2 separate regions of the Macaca mulatta genome follow, and region 1 is linked to region 2. A link is a contact called in public Hi-C data. All regions are on one chromosome and are shown on one strand. Each heading gives the region's core, a stretch centred on a gene start, on an enhancer-like site or on the middle of the called end of the contact. The rest is flanking DNA. Distances are from core to core; before and after follow the strand shown. Region 1 overlaps OSBPL9 (oxysterol binding protein like 9). Region 2 holds the start of RAB3B (RAB3B, member RAS oncogene family).

Evidence for each region. Hi-C and Micro-C count contacts between places; a contact is called where the count stands out from the background.
Region 1: a contact with region 2 is called in a Hi-C map of cortical neurons, with 5 times the contacts expected there. The contact joins the enhancer-like site here to the promoter of RAB3B in region 2. A contact is called at or near these places in 4 of 14 Hi-C or Micro-C datasets (blood, cortical neurons, fetal cortex germinal zone and 1 more).

The regions. Positions count from the first base shown.
Region 1 is chr1:188,998,316-189,005,784 of T2T-MMU8v2.0, reverse strand. All of the region lies in intron 2 of OSBPL9 (oxysterol binding protein like 9), which reads left to right. Among named protein-coding and RNA genes, the nearest start is that of OSBPL9, 46 kb to the left of the region's middle. Within about 2 kb of position 3,199, at least 2 of the 40 cell types and tissues checked have an H3K27ac peak or open chromatin away from gene starts, as enhancers often do. A contact at or near this core is called in cortical neurons, where this site is marked.
Region 2 is chr1:188,663,833-188,670,984 of T2T-MMU8v2.0, reverse strand. RAB3B (RAB3B, member RAS oncogene family) reads right to left here and starts at 5,393. Exons shown (of 5, transcript NM_001266792.2): 1 at 5,304-5,393.

The sequences.
Region 1 (7,469 bases), core at 1,950-4,449, 340 kb before region 2:
CTTACACCTCTAGTCCCAGCTACTTGGGAGGCTGAGGTGGGAGGATCACTTGAGTGCAGAAGGTCAAGGCTGCAGTGAGCTGAGATCATACTGCTGCGCTCCAGCCTAGGTAACAAGAGGAAGACCCTGTCTCAAAGAAAAAAAAAAAAAAGTAGGATGTAGTGGCAAAAACAAATACAGGGCATGTATATAATGAAATTCAGATTTAGATTCTGCCATATTCTGGCATTGTGATTTGAGGCAACTTTTCAACTCTGAGCCCTATTTTCCATATCTGTGGGCTAGGCATCATGCCATTTACTCATAGTATTGTGAGTACCAAATTTAGTTAGTAAAATTTGAAAAGTACTCAAACACAGTGTTTGGAGCTTAATAGGATCTAAATGAATGGTAGGTTTTTTTTGTAATTCGTAATTTCTGTTAATACAGATGAATCCCAGATGCTGAAGAATTCTAAAGGGCCTTAGGAATCACCAAAGAAAAATGAATTATATTAAACAAGGTTTTAATGGTAAATGTGTTATACATCTTTGAAAACTATTAATCCACATATGATTTAGAGTAACCCTCTTTTACTCCATCCAGTGAAACTGAGTATTCCATTTACCTGTTGTACTGGGTATCAGAATTGAATGTGATTTCCTGAGGGATGCATTATCTATTCTCTTTTCTTTTAGTCTCTCATGAGAGAGGTCAGTGGTGCACCATGACAGAATATTAATATTTACAGTAATGACTTCTGTTAGTGCCCTATTTCATTGATACCATGACTTTTTTTTTTTTTTTCCACAATTCTATAAGGTGTTAGTTTTAGGTTACTGTATAACCTTAAGAATGTCTTCCTTTTTCCCTTGGATCTGTATCCTGTAAGAACTTTTATCAATTGTCTTGTCATTTCACTGTGAAAAGTCACTCTATTCATTCTGGCTTTTCTTGTCAATTCAGTAGCCTTTTTGTAAGCTCTTTCCCTTCTCTATGAATTTAATATTGAAAATATCCTCCCTTGGGCAAGATGTAAACATCTATTTAACCTCTGTGATTGGTACGTAGATGTCATTAGTGCTATATTTTATGAATGTTTATACTATTTCATAATTACAAATTAAAAATTAAATGAAAGAGAAAGTGATGCGAGAATATATTCCAGGCAAGTGCTAACCATAAGAAAGCTGGGAAACAGAATTAATGTCAGACATAGAATACTAAGAAAATAAATTAAATTATTATGGAAAAAGAGAATACCAAAGACACGGTATCACATAGATAACATTCTTTGACAACAATGGAATAAATTAGAAATTCTAAAGGGTCCTTGACGAAACAGTAGCCACCCACCTCAGACATATACTTCTGAATGATTCATTGGTGAAAGTAGAAATCATAATAGAAATCGTGAAATATCTAAATCTGAACAATAATGAGAAAACCACATGTTAAAACTGCATCTATGGAAGTCTATGATTTATAATCTTAAATGAATATATTACAAGACAGATTGAGAATTAATGATCTAAGCATTACATTTTTAAAATTAGGAAAAGAAAAGTAATAGCAGAGGAAATAGAAAGAAGAAAATAACAAAAAGAATACACTAATGAAATGGGAAATAAACAGTAGAGAGCATAAACAAACTGAACTGTGATTCTGTGAGAACAGTAATAAAATAAACCCCCGTTAGATTGGGAGGAAAAAAACAAAGGCACAAATAATATTAAGAATGGAAAAAGATAAGTACATAATAGTAGAGATGAAAAATTGGCAGGAAGCTGCTACAAATATATGTTGCCAATAAATTTGAAAGCTTACATGAAAAATGGATAATTTCTCAAAAAAGTATACATCAACAAAATTAGACTATCAAAGAACTTGACAAGGTGATTCTAAAAGTCATTTAAAATTTGGGAAAGTGGAGAGATATTTTTAAAGAATAAGGTGTTGGTGGACTTGCCGCTCCAGATATTAAGGTTTTTAAATGAAACTATGGTAATTAAAATGGTATGGTGGTGTTATAAGAGAAAGAAATAGATTAGTGGAATGGAAGAGAAAGCTGAAAAACAGAACCATTTGGATTTGGGCCTTGGAATAAGCTGGAAATTTGGTATATGATAGAGCATTACAAATCAGACATTATCACTTTGTAAATGAAGCTGGATCAATTGGGTGTCCATATGAAAAAAAGAATATTACTCTTTACCCAATGTGATACACAAAAACAAATTTCAGATGTATAAGAGGTATAAAATGAAATTTTAAACTTAGAAAAAAAGCATAGGTGATATCTTTATGATGTCGAGATAGAGCAGAAAGCATAAACCACAATGGCAAATATTTGTGGATTTGACAACATTCAAAATTTAAAACCTTTGAACAAAAAAAGATACCACAGTAAAAGGGAAAAGACAACTCATGGACAGAAGAGAAAATACTTACATCAATTGGCAAAGGATTAATATTCCGTGTATATATAAATAACTCCTGCATATTAATAAAGAAGACAAAAAAATCCCCCCAAATGCATACAAATTGGTAAAAAAGACAAAAGAATACTCAAAATGTAGACAAGTTACATACTTTCAATTCATGTAAGGGGGAACAAGAAGGTAAAATGTTGAATGCAAAAGCAAAGCAAATTGTTTACCAATCTGTTACTGGCATCTAGGACAGTGCCTAAAAATTCAATAAATACTCGTTGAATCAATGAATGAATGATGCTAAAGTAGGTCCTCCATGCAGCGTCTTCTTTAGTGAGCAGGTTGAACCTCAAGCCATTCTGCTCCCTGCTATATTATTGATTCTCTCACTCCTCTCTAGACCATATGTTCCTCCAGGGCATAGACATGTTTTGTATCCCCTGGCTGTTACTGTTCTTGGTCCAGAATAGGTATTTAGTAAGTTTGTTGAAGTAATTAGTGAATATTGTTTACTGTCACCATGTCCTGTTAAGAACAGGCTTTAAATCAGGGTTTGCAAGACCTAGAATTCTTCTCCATTTTAGTTGTTGGACCTTTGGCAAACTTAAAAAAATTTTTTTTTAAACTTGAGTCCCAGTTTCTTAATCTCTAAAAAAGAGTAATGATCTGTTCTGCCTAAATCTCAGGGACCATATTTAATTGCACCATGTGAATGTAAGTAGACTTCCAGTGTCATTTAAGCAGTGATGAAAAGTATGTGGTTGTGGAGTTATAATGGGAGTAGCTATGCTGTGTATTCTTAGCACTGTCTACATTCCTTTTAGGAGCCTGTGAGCAATCTGTGTCCCAGAGGAGTCATCATTCTTTTTAATTATTTTTGGAACCAATTCACTAGCCTACTTTTCTCTTCTTTTTGCAAAGGGAGATTGGCCCCAAAATAGCCAGAATTCTGTTTCTTTCTTTTTTTTCCCTCTCAAGCCATGAGAGCAAAACTATCTTTCTGTCTTTGGCATCAGAATGATGATTCATGTCTGAAGTATGTCTGTGTGTATAGAAAAAAAAAAGGAAAAGAGGGAAAGTCAGCATATTCATCCAGTAGGACAAGATTGTGTAGCTCTAGTTTCTGTTTGGTGCCTTGATAGTGTGACCCTGGAGCAACAGGCACTTTGTTGACCTCAAGTACTGATAGAACTTTAAGAAGTTGACCATCTGAAACCTTCAGAAAAAAATCATGAGAGGTCACTGAAAGATATATATGTTTATTATGTTGGCATAATGGGAGTCATAAAAGTGGAGTTGAAAGAAAAACATTGGTATTTTTGTGGGTTAGTATAACAAATAACTTTTCTTAACAACAGAACACCATTTCATATATATATTATCAAAGGAATTTTTGCTCTACCAGATATAAACAAAAAAGTACTCTAGACCCAGATAAAGGGAGAGGAAGGATGTCTCAGGCAGAGGGAACATGTGCAAAAAATGGTGGTAGGAGAGAACTTGGGGCAATTGGTAAACCTTAAGCTATTTAAGTGTAGAATAGAGAGGTAGGCATGGAGCAAATCACTAAGGGCCTTGTAGGCTAGGCTGTGGCGGAAAGTGACCACATCCCTTAAGCCAGAAGTGCTTGAGAATGAAAGGGGGATCTATTCATTACTGAGTCAGGGCAACAGGAATAATCCAGGATTGTTCCAGGCAAACCAGGTCGTATGGTCACCTTGTGTGAAGGTCATCTTGATGTGTAACGTATCCTTCAAGGAATAGAAGATTAAAATAAATTATAAACTAAGGATTGGACAGCTGAATAATCTTGACTAAAAGGGAATGAGAGAGGCTAGCCAATTGCTAGATGAAGACATGGAATTGAAAAGGGCTGCTGCTAAAGAGTGTAAAGACTTGAGTCTTGAGTATGTGTAAATGCAGTTGGGAAAAAGAGAGAAAGAGAGAGAGAGAGAGACCGAGAAGAGAAATAGAGACCAGGAAGAGAGAGACAGAAATTGAAAATTGGCAGGGATATGGGGCATGAGTGTGGAAGGACTGGGTTTTAGATAGAAGAATGGATGCCTTTTTCATTATGATAAGTGGAAAGGAAGCATGCTGGGTTTAGATGCAAGTGAGTCTTCAGGTGGGAGGGCATAGCAGGAAGGTTTAGAATTTTTACCCAATGACTGCTTTTGTTGTTGGGAGTCCTAGCCAATGAATAAAGCAATAAAAGACATATAAGGTATAAGGCTTGGAGTAGAAGTAATAAGACTGTTATTCACAGCAACTCAATTGAGCATATGGAAAATCCAAAAGAATCTATGGATATAGCTATTATAATTGAGAATTGAATCTAGCAAGATAACCGGATACAAAGTTATTATATAAAAATCAATGATATTTCTGTATACTGACAACTAGCAATGAGAACATGAATTTTTTGAAATGGAGAACATTTATAATAGCATCAAAAGGCATCAAATTTTTAGGAATAAATATTAACAAAAGATGAGTGAGACCTCTACTCAGGAAATGATAAACATTATTGAAATTAAAAAATGCCTAAATAAATGGCAGTCTATTTATTTAGACTGGCAAATCCCAGTTTATTTCCAGTCATTTGAGTCATTATGCTGGCAAGTGTTTGTGTGTGTGTGTGTGTGTGTGTGTATGTGTAATGTGTGTAGCTGACTAAAAATTTATAAAGAGCCAAGAATATCCATTCCTGATTCCTGCCTTCTCAGCCAGCATACAGAACCCAGTAGAAATGGTGATTTGCTTTCATCTGCCCCTTTGGGGATGGCTAGCTATGACTGTGTTGATGATGTTTATTTATTTAAAAAAATTTTTTTAAATTGGAGGATTTACTCTACCTGATATCCAAATGTAAAGCCTTCCGGAAGATAATGTAGGAGAATATTTTCATAGCCTTGGGACTGGGAAAGACTTCTTAAAGGAGATGTAGAAAGCAGAACTATAAAATGGAAAGTCAATACATTGTACTACTTTAAAGTTAAGAATTCTTCATCAAAAGATATCATTATGTGAGTGCAAAAGCAGGCAACAGAGTAGAAGTAGATACTTGCTTAATTTATAACCATTGAAGGGCTCATACCCATGATATAGAAAGAACTACAAGTAATGAGAAAAAGATAGTCCAGTCTTGTCAATGGAGAAGAAACAAACTATTTCACAAAAGAGGATATTCAAATGGTCAGAAACCATGAAAAGATACTTAACCTTGTCAGTTACTAGGGAAGTGGAAATTAAAACCAGTACGAAATGTCACTGCTTACTTGCCGAGAATACGTAAGGTAAAAAAGTGTTAGTGAAGTTAGTGGAACAGTTGAAACTGTCGTATACCGCTGATGGGAGTATAGTTGACACAATCACTTTTGAGGACCGTTTGATAGTATCTCTAAAACTGATATATGCATATCCTGTGACCAAGGAAATTTACTCTCCTAGATCTGTATTTAATATAAATATATGTATAACAACAGATTTGAATAAGAATATTCATAGGAGCTTTATTCTAATAATGTAAAACTGAAAAGAACATAAATGTCCATCCACAATGGAATTGATCATTGTGGATCTATAAGAGGAATGATATATATAGCAATAAAAATGAACAAACTACTGTTTCATACAACAGTATGGATGAATCTTACAAACATGGTGCATGAAAGAAGCCAGACACAAAGAAAAATAAGTGGTATGAGTCCATTTGTATAAAATTCAAAGACAGGGCCAGGCATGATGACTCACACCTGTAATCTCAGCACTTTGAGAGGCTAGATCACTGGAGGCCAGGAGTTTGAGACCAGCTTGGTCAACATGGTGAATGCTGTCTCTACTAAAAATACAAAAATTAGCTGGGTGTGTGGTGGTGCATGCCTGTAATCCCAGTTACTCGGGAAGCTGAGGCACAAATATCACTTGAGCCTGGAAGGCGGAGGTTGCAGTGAGCTGAGATCACGCCACTGCAGTCCAACCTTGGTGACAGAGTGAGACTCTGTCTCAAAAATAAATAAATAAATAAATAAATAAATAAATTCAAAGACTAAACTAATTTAATATATTAGAGCTAAGGATAGTATTTATCTTTGGAATGGAGGGTTGGGTTAATGATTAGGAAGTGTTACAAGGGGAGCTCTTCTGTTCATTGAGCTTGTACACTTATGATTTGTATATATGTTACATTTCAGTGTAGTGTTATTTTCAGGTGAGATAGTATGTGTAAAATGCTTAGTATAATGCTTTACTCATGAAAATGAGTTCAGTTCAATAGCTGGCAGCATTAACTATTTACTGTGGTTTAGTGCTCTGTGATGATAAGATTCACGGCAGTGTTATCCAACAGAACTTTCTGCAGTGATTAAAATGTTCTGTATTTGTGCTGTTCAGTTTCACAGTCAGCCACAAGTGGCTGTTGAACATTTGAAATATGACTAGTGTGACTGAGGGACTTATTTAATTTATTTATTTATTTTTGAGAGAGAGTTTCGCTCTTGTTTCCCAGGCTGGAGTGCAATGGCGCAGTCTCGGTTCACAGCAACCTCCAACTCCTGGGTTCAAGTGATTCTCCTGCTTCAGTCTCCCAAGTAGCTGGGATTATAGGCATGCGCCACCATGCCCAACTAATTTTGTATTTTTAGTAGAGATGGGGTTTCTCCATGTTGGTCAGACTGGTCTTGAACTCCTGACCTCAGGTGATCTGCCAGCCTTGGCCTCCCAAAGTGGTGGGATTACAGGCGCGAGCCACCGCACCCAGCCTGAGGGACTTATTTTAAATTTTTGCTTAACTTTAATTAGAACTTAAATACCCAGTATGTGGCCAATGGCTGTTATATTGGACAGTGTGAGTGTAGGGTTTTTGTCATAGGAAATGACTGACGGAGAATAGCAATGTAGTTCATTTGAGTCATTCAACAAATCAAGAAACTGAGAGACCAGAACATCAGATCAGTTGTGCATATATACATTGAATAATGCTCAGGATCATGACAAGACCTGATTGGAGTAGGAGACTTAGCTAGGTTCGAGTCTTCAAAGAGCCTTCGGTTAGAGAGG
Region 2 (7,152 bases), core at 4,144-6,643:
GGCTCCATTATTTGGGCCTGTTTTACAATTAACTGTTTGTTCCCTCTTCTGGATTCAAGGGGGCTTTATCCATACTTACATCTGATCAACACTAGACCTATAAGAAATCCTTAGAGGGTGTTATGTCTTTCAAGAAACACATATAGAACATTTTTCAAGTGCCAGACTATCAGTGTAAATGTAAGATTATTGGTCTTCATTTTTCTGATGTAGCCCAGCTTCACACTCTTAAACTGCTAGAATTAGAAGGGACTTTGGAGTAGCAGCTTTATTGTAACAAAAAGCCTGGCTACTGGGCCCAGCTTTCCCAGTAACTCAATGTGTAAACTTGGCCAACCTACTTAAATTCTATGCCTCAGTGTCCTCATCTGACAATAATACCTACTTTCACAAGGTGCTGTGAATTTTAAATAAGAGAATTGTATGTGCTGAGAAAAATACTTGTAGCCTTGTATAGAATCAGTGAGAAATTTGTCTGCCTTTATTAGCTATGACTGCCACAGATATGAGACTAGGGAGTGATGGCAAGAGTAAAAAATTGTTTCAGTTCCTGATCTACCTCCATTTATCTTATAGGTAAAAAAAAAAAAAAAAAAATGAGGCTCTGCAAAGACAAGTGATTTGTCCAAGCTCACACAGCAAGTCAGTTGGAGGGTCATGAATGGAACTTCTGTTACCTAATGGCTTCCAGGTTTCACGGGATTAAGGAAAATGAAAACCATAACAATTTTAGAGTGAATAAAGAAGCATTCTGGCTGGGCATGGTGGCTCATGCTTGTAATCCCAACACTTTGGGAGGCCAAAGTGGGAAAATCACTTGAGGCCAGGAGTTCAAAACCAGCCTGGGAAACAGTGAGATTCCATTTCTACAATTTTTTTTTTTTTTTTTTTTTTTTGGAGACAATCTTGCTCTGTTGCCCAGGCTGGAGTGCAGTGGCGTGATCTAGGCTCACTGCAAGCTCCACCTCCTGGGTTCACACCATTCTCCTGCCTCAGCCTCCTCAGTAGCTGGGACTACAGGCGTCTGCCACCACGCCCAGCTAATTTTTTGTATTTTTAGTAGAGACGGGGTTTCACCGTGTTAGCCAGGATGGTCTCAATCTCCTGACCTTGTGATCCGCCCGCCTCGGCCTCCCAAAGTGCTGGGATTACAGGCATGAGCCACCACACCCAGCCAAAAAAATTTTAAATTAGCTGGATGTGGTAGTGTGCACCTGTAGTCCTCAGTACTTGGGAGGCTGAGGCAGGAAAATCACTTGAGTTCAGGGGTTCGAGGTTACAGTGAGCTATGATTGCACCACTGTATCCCAGCCTGGGTGACAGAGTGAGACCCTATCTCTAAAAATAAAAATTAAAAAAAGAAGCATCCCCAACATCCTGAGTGTCTTGCTACCATACTGTACTTGCCATACCACACCGTCAGCATCTGCTTATGCACACGCAGCATGGCTTTCCCAGTAGGTGGTGTGAGAATGGGGAGAGGCAGAGAGCTGAGTTCAGTTGGAAGGCTCATTCAGATGGAAGACCCCAAGGGGATCTTCTTAGGAGGGGGCAGCCAGGGGCTACTCAGACATTTGGAAGACAGGCAAAAAGCATCCCAGCAGGCAGCCGCCTGAGGCAGATCTAAGCAGACAGGTCACTGCACAGTGGTGCGTGCAGAATTGCATTTGTAAGATAAGCATCAATCAAATCTTTCCTCTATTTTGTGACAGTCACATAAAATGATAGAGCTATCTCCGTGACAAGCAATACAGATGAAGGCCCAGGGACCATCTGGGAAGTCATCCCGGTCCCAGGCTGGGGGAAAGAAATGGCTCCTCAAAGGGTGGCTGTGAAAAACAAATAACCCTTTCAATCTGATAGGGGGCAGAAATAAGCACCTAAGGAAGAAGCCAACTTCAGCCAGGAAAGAGCAGGGGAAGAGAAGGAGAGAGCCCTAAAATCCAGTGAGAAGAGATCAGCTCAATAAATGGAGTGAAGGAGTGAATGAAGGAGCTTACCTTTTGTTGGAAAGAGCATGAGCCTGAGTCCAAGCGACCTGGCATTTGAAAGATAAGCCCTGGCTCTTTCAGTGGTCCTGTAAACGTAGGCAAATCACACTCCTGGCCTCAGTTTCCTCATCTATAAAAGGAGTTCATAAAATGGCTTCCTGGCAAAACTGTTGCAAGAATTAAAACCTGTATATGGGAGGGTGTTTTATTAACCCCTTAATTGTTTTGTTTGTTTGTCTCTGTGCTTCATAGTTTCTTCTAGCAAGTCATCCTGAGTAGTGGAAATAGTTTGGAGTTCCAAATCAAACAAACTAGATTCAGCTTCCAGGTCTATCATTTATTACGTATGAGACCTTGGCAAGAAATTTTACAAGATTAAGACAGTTTCTTCATTCATAAAACAAGTGTTGTTGGGAAAATTATAGGTAATGTGGGTAATACACCTAGAATAGTACGGTAATTTCTTGGTATAGGCAAGGGATTGGCTCCAGGACCTCCACCTATACTGAAATTCACACCTACTCAAGAACCACAGTTGGCCCAGTGGAACCCCCCTAGACTAAAAGTTGGTCCTCTGAATATACAGACTTCGCCTCCCTTCACTACTGTATTTTCTTCTCTTTTTCTTCTAAGAGATGGGTGTCACTCTGTTTCCCAGGATGGAGTACAGTGGCCTGATCATAACTCACTCTAGCTTCAAGTTCCTGGGCTCAAGCGATCCTCCTATCTCAGCCTCCCACGTAGCTGGGATTACAGGTTCGAGCCACTGTGCTTGACCCACCATGGTATTTTTTTTTTTAATCAGTGTTTGGTTGAAGAAGAAAATTGGGTATAAGTGGACTTGCACAGTTCAAACCCATGCTGTTCAAAGGTCAACTGTATATGCAATAACAGGGGCTCAATAAATGTAATTCCCTGTCTTCCTACTTGAAGCATTTCAGTGAGAATAATGAGGGAGTTGGGCAAATGTGGACCTCATCCTCCTCCTTTAAGCCACACTCTCCTTTTCTAATTCAATCTGTCTTTAGATCATTCCTCACTGCTAACCCATCACCACCTTTTCATTGTTTTCCCAGGTATCTTAGAGCTACAGAAACAATATCATAACAGCTACCATTTATTGAGCACCTAATAAATGTCAAGCATTCTACAAGATGCTTTCAATGCATTCCATCTTGCACACAACAGATGCTTGATATTCATTTCCTTCCTCCTCCAGATTGGAAAGAGATAGCCATGGGTGTGTCTACTGACAGAACAGAGGCACACCTGCAGAATAACATCAGTGTCCTCTCTCTTTGTACAGTGTTTTACAGTTTACAAAGTTCTTTTCACCTACATTATACTATTTGATTCTCACAAAAATTCTTGGAAATGGATGAAGAACTTGAGGCAGGAGCACCACCACAGCTCAATTATTCATTCAATCAACATTCACTAAGCACCTACTATGTACCAGGCCCTGTGCTATACTTTGGGGAGATGGAGAGAAACTCTAGGAGCTGAAAGCTCAGAGGGGAAACCTATTTAACTTTTTACTGATGCCTCCCTTCATGTCATAATCTTTAAGAAACTGAAGATTTATTTCTTGGACTGGAGATGCTTTTAGATTTTTGCCTTTTCCCATACGGTTTCCTCTGATAGGAACACACTTTCCTCCACTGCTAGCTAAATCCTTCATGACCAGAAAGCCTTCTCCAACCCACCCACCTCCCCAAGAATGCCTCTTCTCTGGCTCCCACAGCACCAGGGCTTTCCACTTCTATATATAGGGACTTTCACAGCTTCCATTGTCTTCCTCTGTTTATAGGCACAGAACAGGTGGGCACCCACCTGTGCACACACACACACACCCTCTCCTTTTACTGTCTCCCACCCCTTTCCATCTGGATTCCAGGAAGCTGGGGGAAGAGGGCCCATCTTGTTGTGTTTGGGTTTTTTTTTTTGTTTTGTTTGTGTGTGTGTGTGTGTGTGTGGTTTTTTGTTTTTTGGGTTTTTTTTTTGTTTTTTTGAGAGCCCATCTTTCTCCCACCCCCTCCATATCTCTCTTAGCTTCCAAAGGCTGCTGCTCTACCCTCTCCAAAGTTCCTTCCACGTTGGGACTACAGAACAGAGTTGAATGACTTTTTCTGTCCATGATTCTCTTATTTTCTGTGACCCCTGGTGCCCATATAACAAGGTCCAGTGCCTGGGTCCCCTCCTTGGACTCCTGAGTGGCCAAGACACCGCTAGTGCCTGGGCCCCACTTCAATCCCCATTATCTTTCCACTATTACACCACAACCCACACCTGGCCTCCTCTCCAGCCTGACCCAGCGCTCCACCACCCTATCTATACCCTCCGGGTTCTCTCACGATTCCTCCACTCGCAGCCGCCAGACCCTACTCTATTCCAGAGCCTCCTCCCCACTCCTGACCAGAATATAGGCCCCTGTGTCCATTTCCAAGGCCACTTCCCTCTGTCTCCACCACCTCCCTGCCCCCTTCCTCTGCAGCTGGGTAGACCCAGCCTGGCCTCTCACCCTTCCATTCTCCCAGGCTTCCCGCCCCCAAGCCCCACCCCTCGCCTTCCATCTACAGTTATCCCCACGCTGGTCCCCAGCTGGGCTTCACCTCCGACCCCAGCTATCCCTACCCACATCCCCCATAAATGACCCTTTTTCGACCAGACACTGCCCTGCTGCCCTTCCCCATCCCAGCTATCCATACCCACATCCCCCACCCCCGACCCTCTCCCGACCAGGGCACCAGGGATGCTCCCCAGCTGCCCAGCGCCCCTTCCCCTCAGCCCCTGAGTCCCCTCCAGCTCCAAACGACCCCCACCCAGCCAGTCCCCTCCCCTCAGCTCCTCACCTCCACGCCTTCCCCCGCGCCCCCGCTCTAGCACCCCTCAATCCTCTCCCTCAGCGCCCCGTTCGCTGCCTCTCGGCTGCCCGGTACCCCCTTTCCGCACAGCCCCTCTCCGCCCTCCTCGCAGTTGCCTCGCCCCCCACGCTCCCGTTTCCCCCCCGCAATCCCTCGCTGCCCTCCAGTTGCCCCCATCTCTCCTCCCAGCCCCAGCGCCGTCTTTCTTGCTCCTCTCCCGCCCTTGGAGCTCCCCTGGCTGCCCCCACGGTCCGGGAGACCCCCTCGGCGCTCCCTCCCTAGGCGAGCCCCACCTCTGCCGCCGCGGAGCCCCCTCCCTCGCTCCTCCCCCGGCTCCCCTCCGCTGCCCCGTGCTCCTTCTCGGCGCCCGCTCTCGGTGCCCAGCGCCGCGCGCCGGGGATCGGTCCCTGATCTTCCGCGGGCGGGCTGCCCGGGCCGCGCCCCTTACCGCGGACTCCGAGTGCGGGACGACGGGTTCGCTCCCGTAAGGTCGGCGGGACAGTAGGACCTGGCGGCAGGAGGGAGCGGAGGGGGCCGGGGCAGGGCTCTGCGGGGCACTGCGGGCGGGTCGGGTCCGGTCCTGTCTTCACGGAGGCGCCTGAGGGATGAGGCTCCAGCTCCAGCGCCGCTCTTCTCCGGCCGCGTCCAGGCCCCGCCCAGGGGCGGAGTCTGTGTTCGCCCCGCCCCTCAACGTCTAGCAGGTGTAAGGAATCCGAGGTTACTTAGGACCTCCAGGTCCCCCATATCTGGGTGACTATCGTGATTTATCTTAATTGTCATGCCTCGTTCCATTGACTGAACTTACTAGGGTAATTAGAGAGCTTTGATGATACTGTAGCTAATGATGGGTAACAGTTTTGCCGTTTCCAAACTGCTTTCTGGTCCGTTCTATCGCTCCGTCTTCATAAAAGCCCAGGGAGGGAGGCTGACTACAAGCGGAAACGAAGCCAGAAACCTGGACGCTGTCCTCTACCTTATCTGTGCTTCCTTCACACCCCACATCCCACCGCCTTAACATATCCCTGCCCTGCCTCTGTGTCTCCATTGCGCTTGTTCTGACTCCGGCATCATCACTTGTTGCTCGGACTAATGCAACAGCTTCTTAATTCCTGCCTTCACCCTCCAATTCATCCTATAAAACCAAGAGGTGGTGTCAGCATGGCCATTTCCACCCTTGTACAAAAATTATTTCTCCTATGCTCTCCAGTCATACCACCCTCTACCCCTCCTCATCACTGACACCCAATTGCTCCTTATGCATTAAAGATTGCAGACCCTGGCTAATGGTCATCCTCACTAGCCCCTGTTCTGTGCCATCCTCCTGGTGACTTCAGTAGCTATGAGATTTCCTGGTCCCACTCATTCTGAGTCAGATACCAAAATCATTTTGACACAAGCCTGAGCAACCCTTTAAAAAATGTCACCATGTTACTATCAACCTTGTTTAAGAAAACTCTTGGCCGGGCGCGGTGGCTCAAGCCTGTAATCCCAGCACTTTGCGAGGCCGAGGTGGGCAGATCACTTGAGGTCAGGAGTTCGAGACCAACCTGGCCAACATGGTGAAACCCCGACTCTACTAAAAATACAAAAATTAGCCAGGCATGGTGGCCCATGCCTGTAGTCCCAGCTACTTGGGAGGCTGAGGCAGGAGAACTACTTGAACCCAGGAGGCAGAAGTTGCAGTGAGCCAAGATCACTGTACTTCAGCAGTGCACTCCAGCCTGGGAAACAGAGACAGTCTCTGTCAAAAAACAAACAAACGAAAATCTCTCAATGGTTTCCCATTACCAGGAGGCTGTCAACAGGTGTAGGAAAATGTTCTTGCCTGGCCCGGCCCTAGAAAGTCCCACTTCCACCAGAGGAGGCAGATACAGGAGGCAATTAACGCCCCACCCTCAAATCCTGATGTGGACTTCCAGTCTTCCTGAGGTCACAGGAGCCAGCTGACAGCTTGGTCTAGAATCGTCTTTCCTCACACTTCTCCCCCATCTCAGATCTTAGACGTCTAAGTCAAATACCAAAACCATTTTCCCCCCAAGTTCCATTATGACCCTGTCTACAGTGTACATCTCCAGCCTAGGAACCACCCAAGCTGACAGCTCCTCTACTTGTCTGGCCTCTGTCTCAGACGCTTACTCTTCTGAGCTTCTTGCCAAGGCCTTTCACTCACACTGCCCACCACACTGCCGGCCCTTTTCTCTATGCCTTCTAGAATCCTGTTCTTTTGTCAACAAACTCTCATATACTCTCTACTTCTTCAGAGTACTCAGATGACTTCTTTGCCTGAGCATCTTCCA